Linked DNA regions of Sus scrofa: region 1 is linked to region 2. The links are chromatin contacts, called in public Hi-C maps. All regions are on one chromosome and are shown on one strand. Each heading gives the region's core, a stretch centred on a gene start, on an enhancer-like site or on the middle of the called end of the contact. The rest is flanking DNA. Distances are from core to core; before and after follow the strand shown. Region 1 holds the start of DCTN5 (dynactin subunit 5). Region 2 holds the start of PLK1 (serine/threonine-protein kinase PLK1).

Region 1 (5,166 bases), core at 908-3,407, 36 kb after region 2:
GTTTGCCAAGCTCAAATATATCTTGATATTTTCTCTGGTTCTGAAATGATCTAATATTAACCAAGGTTTATATTCATCTCTCTGCTATTTCAATTTATTCAGACTACAAAATTCTGAAACTTTAGCATTCCATTTTTCAAATGCATTTCATATTTTAGTATCTTTCCCAATTCTTATGTTAATTTTAAGCATTTCAGTTAATACTGAACCATTCTTTTGTTTATTTGTTTTTCTAGGGCCTCATGCTTGGCATACGGAAGTTCCCAGGCTAAGAGCTGAATTGGAGCTGTAGCCTTGGTCTATGCCACAGCCACATCGATGCCAGATCTGAGCCAGGTCTGTGACCTACACCACAACTCACAGCAACACCAGATCTTTAACCCACTGAGCAAGGCCAGAGATCAAAACCATGTCCTCACAGATACTTGTCAGGTTTGCTACCACTGAGCCACAATGGGAAATCCCTGAACCATCTGTTACTAAACAGATAACTATATCAGTATCGCTTTAGTTTCTACACGAAAAGACTGTGTTGCCTATTTATGGTTTGTGTCCGGCAGTATATTACACACTACAATACTGTATAATAAGTTCAGTTCTGGGTAGTGTTGTATTTTGTTCCTGGAATAACAGGAAAAAGGCTTTCTATTGCCTCTTTTTATTCTATCTTTTTTTTTTTTTTTTTGGCTGTGCCTGTGGTGTGCAGAAGTTCCTGGCCCAGGGACTGAACCTGCACCACAGCAGTGACCCGAGCATAGCAATAACAATGTCAGATCCTTAACTTACTAGACTGCCAGAGAACTCCCTTAGTGGATCTTTTTTTTGCATTCAATAATTACAATTGGGAGAATTTAAAAAAATAATTCTAGAAGGCCAACAGCTGTAGCTCCGATTCAACCCCTAGCATGGGAACTTCCATGTACAGCAATAAGAGTTTCTATGTGACTCAAGGGGTTAAGGATCTGCCATTGTCACTGCAGTCGCTTGGGTTGCTGCTGTGGCAGGGGTTTGATTCCTGGCCCACAAAATTCTGCATGCTGTGGGCACAGTGGGGGAAAAAAAAAAGAATGTACAGTAATAAAGTGGAAGACATGGCAACATTTCATCCACACTGCTGATATGTTAATTAGTGGAAAGCAAGCAGAAATCTATTCCTTACCTTGCCATTAAGAACGATGTTCTGACTTCCACACAACACAGACTGGCGACTAACTTTGTTCCCAGATGCCTAAAAGGAAACAGCAGAAAACCAAGGTGAGCAAACAGCAGAACTGAGTGGGTTCCGGGCTACAAGTTTCCAGCAAGAAAGCTCATATTGAAGACAAAAAGACTTGGAAACAGAGTAGTATTCAATGGAATGAGCTCAGGAGATCAAAAAAGCAAGGATGGATGTGGAACCTAGGGATCCAAGGAACAGATCCAGAATTTGGATGTGCTAGTTCTATAAGCCTAGCCGCAGCAGAGACATGAATTCAAGTCTCATTTCTATATTTCAGATTTATAATCCTAAAGCCAGGATAATGACTTTACCAATATCCCAACGGTGTGAGATTTCTATGAAAAAATAGTAATACGAATGCTGATTGAGTACTAACTCTGTTTTGAGCAATTTACACACATCATGTATTGACTATAAAGAACCTAAGTCTTTGGCACGTAGTAATAAATTATGACACATTAGTTTTTTTAAAAAAACTTTTAAAAGGCCCAAAGCCTGGAGCTCTAATTAATATCAGAATGGATGAAGACTTGTCTTACTTTCTGAAAGGCATTTTACCCCTGTGAGAAAACCAGGAATAAATTAAAAAAAAAAAACCCTAAACTGGCCATGCAAGGAATAAATAACAAAGCCAGAACATTAATGAACTCTCACTAGGTAATTTCGGACTAAATGCCAAAGGGACCCGGGGTGGGGCAGAGACAGAATGGAGACGAAGGCCTCAGGTGACGCAGGCCTGAAGAGGGGAGGGCAGAAGTTTGGACACGCGCACCGTCTCGATGTACTCAGACTTGTTGTAGAGCAGCTCGCCCAACTCCATGGCCGCCAACTCCCCCGCGCAGCTCCGGCTCCTGTCAAAGACCGTTCGCCGGTCAGTCAGCCTGGGATTCCGGCTACTTCCGGCTGCTCCTTCACTTCCGCTCTGGGCAGCCTGTGGTCTAATCCATAGCTCGGCTCTCCGCTAGGCGGCCTCGCTCTATTGCTCGGCAGTCTCGGATTGCGCATGCGCAGATCTAGCAGCGGATGTGATTGGCCGGGGTTGTTGGCGCGCCCGGCCCGCGTGGGCCGGATGCGCAAGTGTTGAGGGGGTCCTCGGAACCCCATAATTTTCTTGGGCGCCTTCCCGCCCAGGGCCAGCCGGGCTCCGCGCAGCCACAGGCTGAGGCCAGCGACTGCTGCTCTTTTCAGTGGCCGCCGGTCAGATGGAAGAGCCTGCTGGGAAACCCCTCAGCTGTGAGGAGAAGGAAAAGGTGCCGGGGTTGCGGGAAGGGTTGTCTCAGAACTTTGACCCCCCTTTCCCAGGATTTTAGGCCTGTTTTTGTTTCCAAGGGCGGCAGTGACCTCTAACCTGGACTGAGGGAGCCCGGGTTGTGAAAGTGTGGGAGAGTGCTGTGCTCCTGTGGTGGCATTTAAAGAACAAAGTTTCGTTACAGCAGAAATGCAAAAATACACGTTGTAAAGCTAAAGATAAAGCTAAAGTTCCCTTTGACACCCTTCCCGCCCCACCCTGCACACGCGATATTGGCTTCTCCGAGCCCATCCCCTTAGTAAATCCCTCAATAGTCTGGATTTCAGATCTTTTTGCGTGTCTCGCGGGGGCGGGGGGGGCAGTGTGAAGGGGTGCGATTGTATTCTGTAACGACCAAAAGGTAGTATATATATTTTTTGGAGAGGATGGTTCTGCAACTTCCGTTTTCCTTTTTCATGTTTAACATCCGTATTAGTCTATGTTTATCTACAGTGTTTTTAAAGTTCTATATAGTATTTTGCAGTATGGATACTGTATTGTGTGGATTTTTTTAAGAAATTATATTGCATGCAAATTTTTGCATGTTTGTGCATATTTTGGACAATGCAGAATCTGTATGAAAAATCAAAAAACTTTGATATTTTTTTTAAAAATCTGATTTTAGCTTGACTTTTGACTAACATGTAGTAAGTACCAAACTACAGACTTGATAGGTACATTTTTGCAAGTTAATTTTATAAGACTTTTTATATTTAAAATGATGCTTCAAGTTTTGTTTGTTTGGCCACTGCAGGGATAGAGGTACAGAAACTTGAAGCTGTTTGTGGTGTTCACAATTCAGCTGTTTCTCATTGAAACCACAAAAACGTTTTTTTAAAACAAAGTATGGAAATGACATCTTGTCTTTACACATTACTCTGCTGGGAGCCTTTTAGGTTGTTTGTACTTTTTGTTTCTACACGGTGCTGGTCTGTATTATCCTTATACATGCCACCTTGCATTTATGCCCATGTTGTTAACTTGAACACACCTTGGTGCTGGCTCTTCTAGGCCTTGTGCTAAACTCTTCTTTCACAGTAACTCATTAGTCTTATCCCAGCCTACCTTCCAGTGGGAGTGAGAAAGTTCATTTACAAGTCAACAGGGTAATTCCCAGGTGCCGATAAGGAGGCTGATAAGTAGTAGAAACAGTATAGCATAGAGGTTTGAATCATGCTGTTTTTAAGATGTGTTTATAAATTGGACAAATTGCTTTCCCTCTGATATTCCTTAAGTTTGCTCTTCCATAGCCTCCTTCAGGTCTGGCCTCAAGTGATAGTCCTCAGAAATGCCTCCCTGGCCACTGTCTCTAAAGTAGCCTTTTCTGTCGCCAAGTCATTCTCGCATCACCCTGTTTGTCTAGGTGTTGACTACCATGTGAAATCATTTTATCTGTTTGTTTGTTTTCTTGTGTATTATCTGTATCCCTCAGGAGCAGAGGCCTTGACCACTCTGTATATCCAACACCTAGAACTCCGTCTGATACACAGTGGGTTGTTTTTTTAGATGCTGGATATGCCTGGACCAGTAACTGATTCATTAGTCAAATAAATATCTGAGGATGACAGCTCCTGCTACCCTCAAGGCTCTCTCCGAGAGATGGGGGAGACACAGAACTAAACAGGCAACATATAAGAAGCACTGTGATAAAGGAAGCGCAGAGGAGAGGTGGAAATGCCTAACTTGGATTTGGAAAAGGACCTAGAAGTTTACCCCAGGGGGATAAAAATCTAAGCTGAGGCTTGAGGAATCAGTAGGAATTAGCAAAGCGAGTCGGGAGGCAATTGTCCAGGTGATACAGCAGTCAAAGCTAGGATGCTAGAGAGCTGGGTTTTGAGAGAACAGAAAGCAGTGCCAGTGCTGCTTCCTCGGCCACCTCTAGCTGAGGCCCCTGCTTAGCGCTGTGTGATGGGCACTGTGTCCCTTCTCTCTGATTCCTCTGTTTCACCTGCTCAGTTTTGTTTCATGTTCTTCTTCCAGTTGAAGGAAAAATTAGCATTCTTGAAAAGGGAATACAGCAAGACACTGGCCCGCCTTCAGGTAAGTGAATCTTTATTGTCTCAAATTGGTGTTGTGGCACAAACTATAAGAACAATCTTCAGGGAGTTCCCATCATGGCTTAGCAGAAACGAATCTGACTAGCATTCACAAGGACACAGGTTTGATCCCTGGCCTTGCTTAGTGGGTTAAGGATCTGGCGTTGCCGTGAGCTGTGGTGCAGGATGCAGACATGGTTCCCGAGTTGCTGTGGCTGTGGTGTATGTAGGTCAGCAGTTGCAGCTCTGATTCGATCCCTAGCCTAGGATCCTCCATATGCTGCGAGTTCAGCCCTAAAAAGGAAAAAATAAATAAATAAATAAAAAGAACAGCCTTTGGTTCATAAAGCTTAACAAAAACTTATTTTTTGCAAAGTTGTGTCTTGAGCTGCTTATGTTTTCTCCAGCGTGCCCAAAGAGCCGAGAAGGTTAAGAATTCTATTAAGAAAACAGTGGAAGAACAAGATTCCTCATTGCAGCAAGAAGTTTCAGTACAACTAAACCACTCAGGTAAAGCTATCGCATTCACTTACAGTTGCTTTAGTACTCATTTCCCAGGTGGTTCTTTTCTTTGTCGCCAGAGGGTAAGGACTAGCAATAGACTCTTATTTATCTATCTCTCT
Region 2 (5,518 bases), core at 2,009-4,508:
CCAGAGACCTCACCCCTCCCCTCAGAAAGGAGGTCTTCCTTTCAAAGGGAATTGATAGGGAGAGCAAAACTCAAGTGCCTTCCAGGATTAAGCAAATAAACATGAAGACTGCTACTTGGCAAGTTTGTGATGAAGTAATAGGGAGGGGTGGGGACTGTGGCAAACCGGACGTCTAAAGAACACGCTGCTTTTCAGTCTAGCAAAGAGCTGCCCTGAGGGAAGGCTGTCCCTGGACAGCTGAAGCTCCCAATTTTTTAAAAAGAGCTTTGAATCTAGATTTTTACATCAATTTCAAAAAAAAAAAGTGCAAACGAATTCGGGATGCTGGTTTGTGGCTCTTTGTTTTAAATTTCTGTACTAATGAGATGATTCTAGAGGCAATCAACAGCTCAGACCATCCTTCTCTTCCTCCCTCCTTCCTCGCCTTCCCATTTCCTTTCTCCCAGCTCCTCCTCATTCCCACTTCCTGCAATGTCAAACGCCCTTGCAGGCCCAGCTCCTCACCTATTTTCACCTCCAGATCCTCGTTCAGGAAGAGGTTGCCCAGCTTGAGGTCTCTGTGAATAACACGGTTTCGGTGCAGGTACTGGCAGCCGAGGACGATCTGCCGCAGATAGTAGCGGGCCTCGGGCTCGGTGAGTGCTTTCCTCCGCTTGTGCAGCTCCAGGAGAGACTTGGCGAGGGGAGGAAGGAGGAACGGGCAGTGGGTACTCAGGCCCAAGGCAGGGAAGCAGTATCATTAGGTGAAAGCTGCCTAGGACCCTACCCAGCAGTCCTTCTCCAGGACAGCTATGCTCTCCACTCTCCCCTAAGCCAGGCCACAACGGTTCAGAGCGCCCTCTCTCCCACCAGCTCCCTTACCTGGGACTCCTCTCTCAACCCTTCAGGAAGTTCAAGAGTACCCCGTATGCCCCCCCCCCCCCCCCGCCACCCCCTCGCCAGGCCTCTTCCGCAGCAAGAGATCCCTTTTCTGACCCCTCTCCTCCCCGGAAGCCCCCAAGTCTGGCTCCAACTACCCTGTGCCTGACCCAACCCCACTCCGGAAGGTCCAGAGCACCCCGTACCTAGCAACTCCGGAAGACCATTAGCAGGGCTCTCCCGCGACCCGCGCCTCCCCAACTCCGCCCAACTCCTAGCGTCCTTGAGCCGCCTTCCCTAGAGGCAACGCGACCCGGGCTCCACTAAACCCGAACCCCCCTCCCCTAGCAGCCCCAAGTGCCAAGCCCCCTCTCTACTCGAGACCTTCTCCACTTCCAGCTCGAGATTCCCACCCAGCACCTCCTCTCCAGCAGCTCCGAGTCCCGGGGGGTCCCCTCCCCAGCAGCTGGGTCCGGACGCCCCAACCCCAGCCTGCAGGCAGCTCCAGTTTCCCAGCAGCGACACTCACTCTCCGGCGGCAGAGCTCCAGCACCACGAACACGAAGTCGTTGTCCTCGAAAAAGCCGTGGAAGCCGACGACGTGCTGGTGGGCAAGGCTGCGGTGAATGGATATCTCCATGGACATCTTCTCCTTCTGGTGCGGCTTGAGCAGCAGCGACTTCGGCACGATCTTGCCGGCGAACACCTCCTTCGTGTCCGCGTCCGAGATCTCGAAGCACTTGGCAAAGCCGCCCTTCCCCAGAAAGCGCCCGCGGAGATAGCGCCGCCGGCTGCGCGGGTCCACTAGGACCTCCGGGATCTCTTTCGCCGGCGGAGCGGCCGCCGGGGCCCCGGGAGCTGCAACTCCGGGGCCCCCGGCTTTTCCTGGGTCAGCCGGTGCCCGCGCCAGCTTCCCTGTAGTTGCCGCCGCACTCATGTCCCCGGAGTTGCTCAGCGGACCTAGCAGGGTCTGGGCCGAGGCTTGGCACCGCTCTGCCCCTCCTCGAATTCAAACGCGGCGCCGGGAACGTTACAAAAGCCTACGCGCTACTGATTGGCCGCGGGGATTTAAAATCCAAACCCGCCCGCCGCGCGGCACTATGGGAGCTCTCTGCGCAGCAGCCTCCTTTAAACCCGTGCCCAGCCCGGGGAGGAGAAGCTTGATTGACAGGGACTCGCGGACACGTGGGATGCCTGGGAAACCAGACCCGGCGTGGGGATGCTGAGACCCAGTCCCAGGAGAGGGGGAGTTCGGGGTTTCTCCCTTTCTCGGCGGCTGGGGAAGGTCGGGCAGTCCACGTGCACCTCCCCCAGGAAGTTTTTCCCACCACCTTCCTTCACCCCTGCCCCGCCTTCGAGCTTATAAACTGAGAACGGAGACCCGGCAGCGCCGAGAGGTAGCTGGGAGAGCCTTAACACCCGCCTTCGACGTCATCAACTCTCTTCCAAGTCCCTGCAGTAAACTAAAATCTAAGTAAAAAGAGGATGCTTGCCAGGCAAATGTGACCTTCAAGACAAACCCCCTACTTCCCTCCTTCAAATAACAGCTGCTCCCGAGCCTCTGGGTTACAGCTCAAGGCTACTCAAAGTATGGTGCAGGAACCACCAGCATTATCACCACCTGGGAGCTTGTTAGAAAGGCAAAGCTTCAGGCCTCACCGCAGGCCTCCCAGTGAGTCCTACACTTAGGGAAGTTTGAGAAGCACAGAACCAGAGCCCCCACCCCGCTATTCTGCAAGAAAGTCGGCTGGCTGGCTCACTGCTGTCTCCCAGCGCCTAAAATAGTGGACCTTCAATTGTTTGGTAAGAGGGACTGTGTGGCTGGTTGGCGGAATGCCTGGCAAACTGGTAGACCAAGGCCAAATTTGGTCTGCAGAGGTGTTTTGTTTGGTCTCCCGCTGTTAAATTTTTGGATCCATTTACAGGTTCAAAAATACAGAGAGCGCACATAAAAAAATCAGTTTTGTGGCTTTTTCTTAAGGAAAACTACTTGCTGTGGCAACTCTATGCCTACATACCTTTCCAGTTTGCCACAGTTCCCAGCTACCCCTTTGCCCATTTGCCTGTCTGGCTTCTGTAGATGTTTGAGCGGAAACCCTGCAATAGCCGATTACCCAGGTTAGTAGTCTTTGGTAATAGTTAGACATCCTATGATGTCTGTGCTAGAACTCAGCAAAAATCAACCGAATTACAAGTATCTCTTTACCTGACTCCCAATAAACAAAGTGGCATGATGACATCATTCCTACCCCATGTCCCAAGCTCCCAGCATAGTGCCTAATAAAAAGGAGTGATTAAAATGTTTGCTGAATAGGGAGCTTCCATTGTGGCTCGGTGGGTTATGAACCTGACTAGCATCCATGAGGACCCAGATTGGATCTCTGGCCTCTCTCAGTGAGTTAAAGATTGCTGTGAACTGTGGTGTAGGTTGCACATCTGGCTCAGATCCCACGTGGCTATGGCGTAGGCCAGTGGCTGCAGTTCCCATTTGACCCCTAGCCTGGGAACTTCCATGTACCACAGGTGCAGCCCTAAAAAGCAAAAAAGCAAAAAAAAAAAAAAGTTTGCTAAATAAACTATTACATTTAGAATGGATAAGCAATGAGGTCCTGCTGTATAGCACAGGGAACTCTATACAATCCCTTGTCATAGAACATGATAGAAAATAATATGAAAAAAAGAATATGCATATGTATAACTGGGTCACTGTACAGCAGAAATTGACAGAACACGGTAAATCAACTATCATAAAAAACTTTTAAAAAAATAAAATGTTTACTAAATAAGTTTTTTTAATTAAGTTATTCTTTTTTAACCCCTGTGATGTGTAATATCCATTTTATCTTTTTATAAAGTTGACTCCCTCTGCCAGAAAAGTATACATATCTTAACTGTACAGCTCAGTGAATTTTCACAAACTGAACACACCCCATGTAAACAGCACCCAGACTGAGAAAGAGAATACTACCAACACGCCAGAAGTCTCTCTTTGCTCTGTGTTGGGGCTCCCCAAGACCACCCCCAGTTTGATGATTCACTAAGAGATTCCCAGGGCTCAGCATAGAGTCCTACTCACAGACGGCTAAGGTTTATTGCAGCGAAAGGCTACGAAGCGAAATCAAAAGGGAAGAAGCGCATGGGACAAAATCCAGAGGCAACCAGGCCCCACCTTCCCACAGTCTTCTCCCAGTGGAGTCACACAGGACACACTTGATTCCTCCAGCAATGAGTGTGATGACATGCATGAACTGTCATCTACCAGGAAAGCTTATTAGAGACTCAGCTCCTAGGGCTTTTCTGGGGGCGCCCTCTGCTAGCATACACCCAAATTCCAGATTCCTGGAGGGAACGCAGGTATACAGCATAAACCACATTGTTTGCACAGTGTAGGCCCAGTGAGCGACTCTTTATCATTAAGGAAATGGTGAGAACCTTCCTGAAATCCAAGAACTGAAATGCCAGCCAAGGGCCAACCACGGAGCAAGTCTTTCTAAGGAGAGCAGTCTCAGGCCTGCTTTAGTAGCTCTCTTCTGCACAGTCCACCCCCCTCGGCCCTTGGCCAAGTGTTCCTTGGAGCAAAATTATAATCATTAGGCCCCCCACCTGAAAGAGTGAGACCAACCTGCAGTATTGCTCTCAGTTATGTCTGTTACAAGTCTGAAATCAGTCAAAGTAAATCCCATTAACCATAAAAGTTTATCTTAGGGGAGTTCCAGTGTGGCATAGTGGAAGTGAATCCGGCTAGGAACCATGAGATTGCAGGTTCAATCCCTGGCCTCGCTCAGTGGGTTAAGGATCCGGCATTGCCATGGCTGTGGTGTAGGCTGGCAGCTATAGCTCCGATTCAACCCCTAGCCTAGGCATCTCCATATGCTGCGGGTGCAGTCCTTAAAAAAACAAGAAAAAATCTATCTTAGAAAGCCAGGCAACCTCCTCCTTGGTTTCTGTCTGACTTGTTTATACCTGGCTGAAGGCATGGACTCAGATGCAGCACAGCTGTGGCCAGTAAATTCAAGCTGACCTGATGCCCACCAGGGCTGAGGCAGTGTGGTGATAGGGGACAGAGGTGAAATACAATCCCACAGGGGACATGGGATCACTGGAAACGACTTTATAATGTTAGGAGACCTCATGCAGGGCATCCATTAGGCAGGCAGTCAGGTTATCTGGAACCCCACCCCCCAACTCCCAGGTAGCTGCTTACCACGGGGCCTCCCTACCCTAGAGTTTCTAGTCCAGTCTAAAAAAATCATCCAGTCCTTAGTTTCCAAGGGACTGTCTAAAGGCAGTCAGTTCCCCAGAGTTTTGTGGGGGTCTTTTTGTGTTTTGTTGTTGTTGTTGTTTTGTTTTTGCTTTTTCAGGGCAGCACCCGCAGCATATGGAAGTTCCCAGGCTAAGGGTTGAATTGAAGCTACTGCTGCCAGCCTGCACCACAGCCATAGCAACTCAGGATGTGAGCTGTGTCTGCTGCAACCTACACCACAGCTCTCACGGCAGTGCCAGATCCAGATCCTTAACCCACTGAGCGAGGCCAGGGATCGAACCTACAACCTCATGGTTACTAGTCAGATTCGTTTCTGCTGAGCCACAGTAGGAACTCCTTCCCCCCTGCTCCCCTGCCACAGTTTCGCGTGTCCATGACACAAGGTCATCCATCTCA

The links. A called contact is a pair of places that touch in the nucleus more often than the background predicts.
Region 1: a contact with region 2 is called in a Hi-C map of embryonic fibroblasts, with 1.5 times the contacts expected there. The contact joins the promoter of DCTN5 here to the promoter of PLK1 in region 2. A contact is called at or near these places in 3 of 5 promoter capture datasets (fetal liver, fetal skeletal muscle and liver) and 4 of 47 Hi-C or Micro-C datasets (blood, embryonic fibroblasts, epiblast stem cells and 1 more).

Annotation. Positions count from the first base shown.
Region 1 is chr3:22,584,649-22,589,814 of Sscrofa11.1, forward strand. It overlaps DCTN5 (dynactin subunit 5), which reads right to left and starts at 2,158. Exons shown (of 6, transcript XM_021086466.1): 1 at 1,992-2,158; 2 at 1,160-1,228. The coding sequence starts at 2,039. PALB2 (partner and localizer of BRCA2) reads left to right here and starts at 2,233. Exons shown (of 13, transcript XM_021086469.1): 1 at 2,233-2,469; 2 at 4,488-4,547; 3 at 4,951-5,053. The coding sequence starts at 2,422.
Region 2 is chr3:22,547,643-22,553,160 of Sscrofa11.1, forward strand. PLK1 (serine/threonine-protein kinase PLK1) reads right to left here and starts at 3,259. Exons shown (of 8, transcript XR_002342378.1): 1 at 1,388-3,259; 2 at 505-673.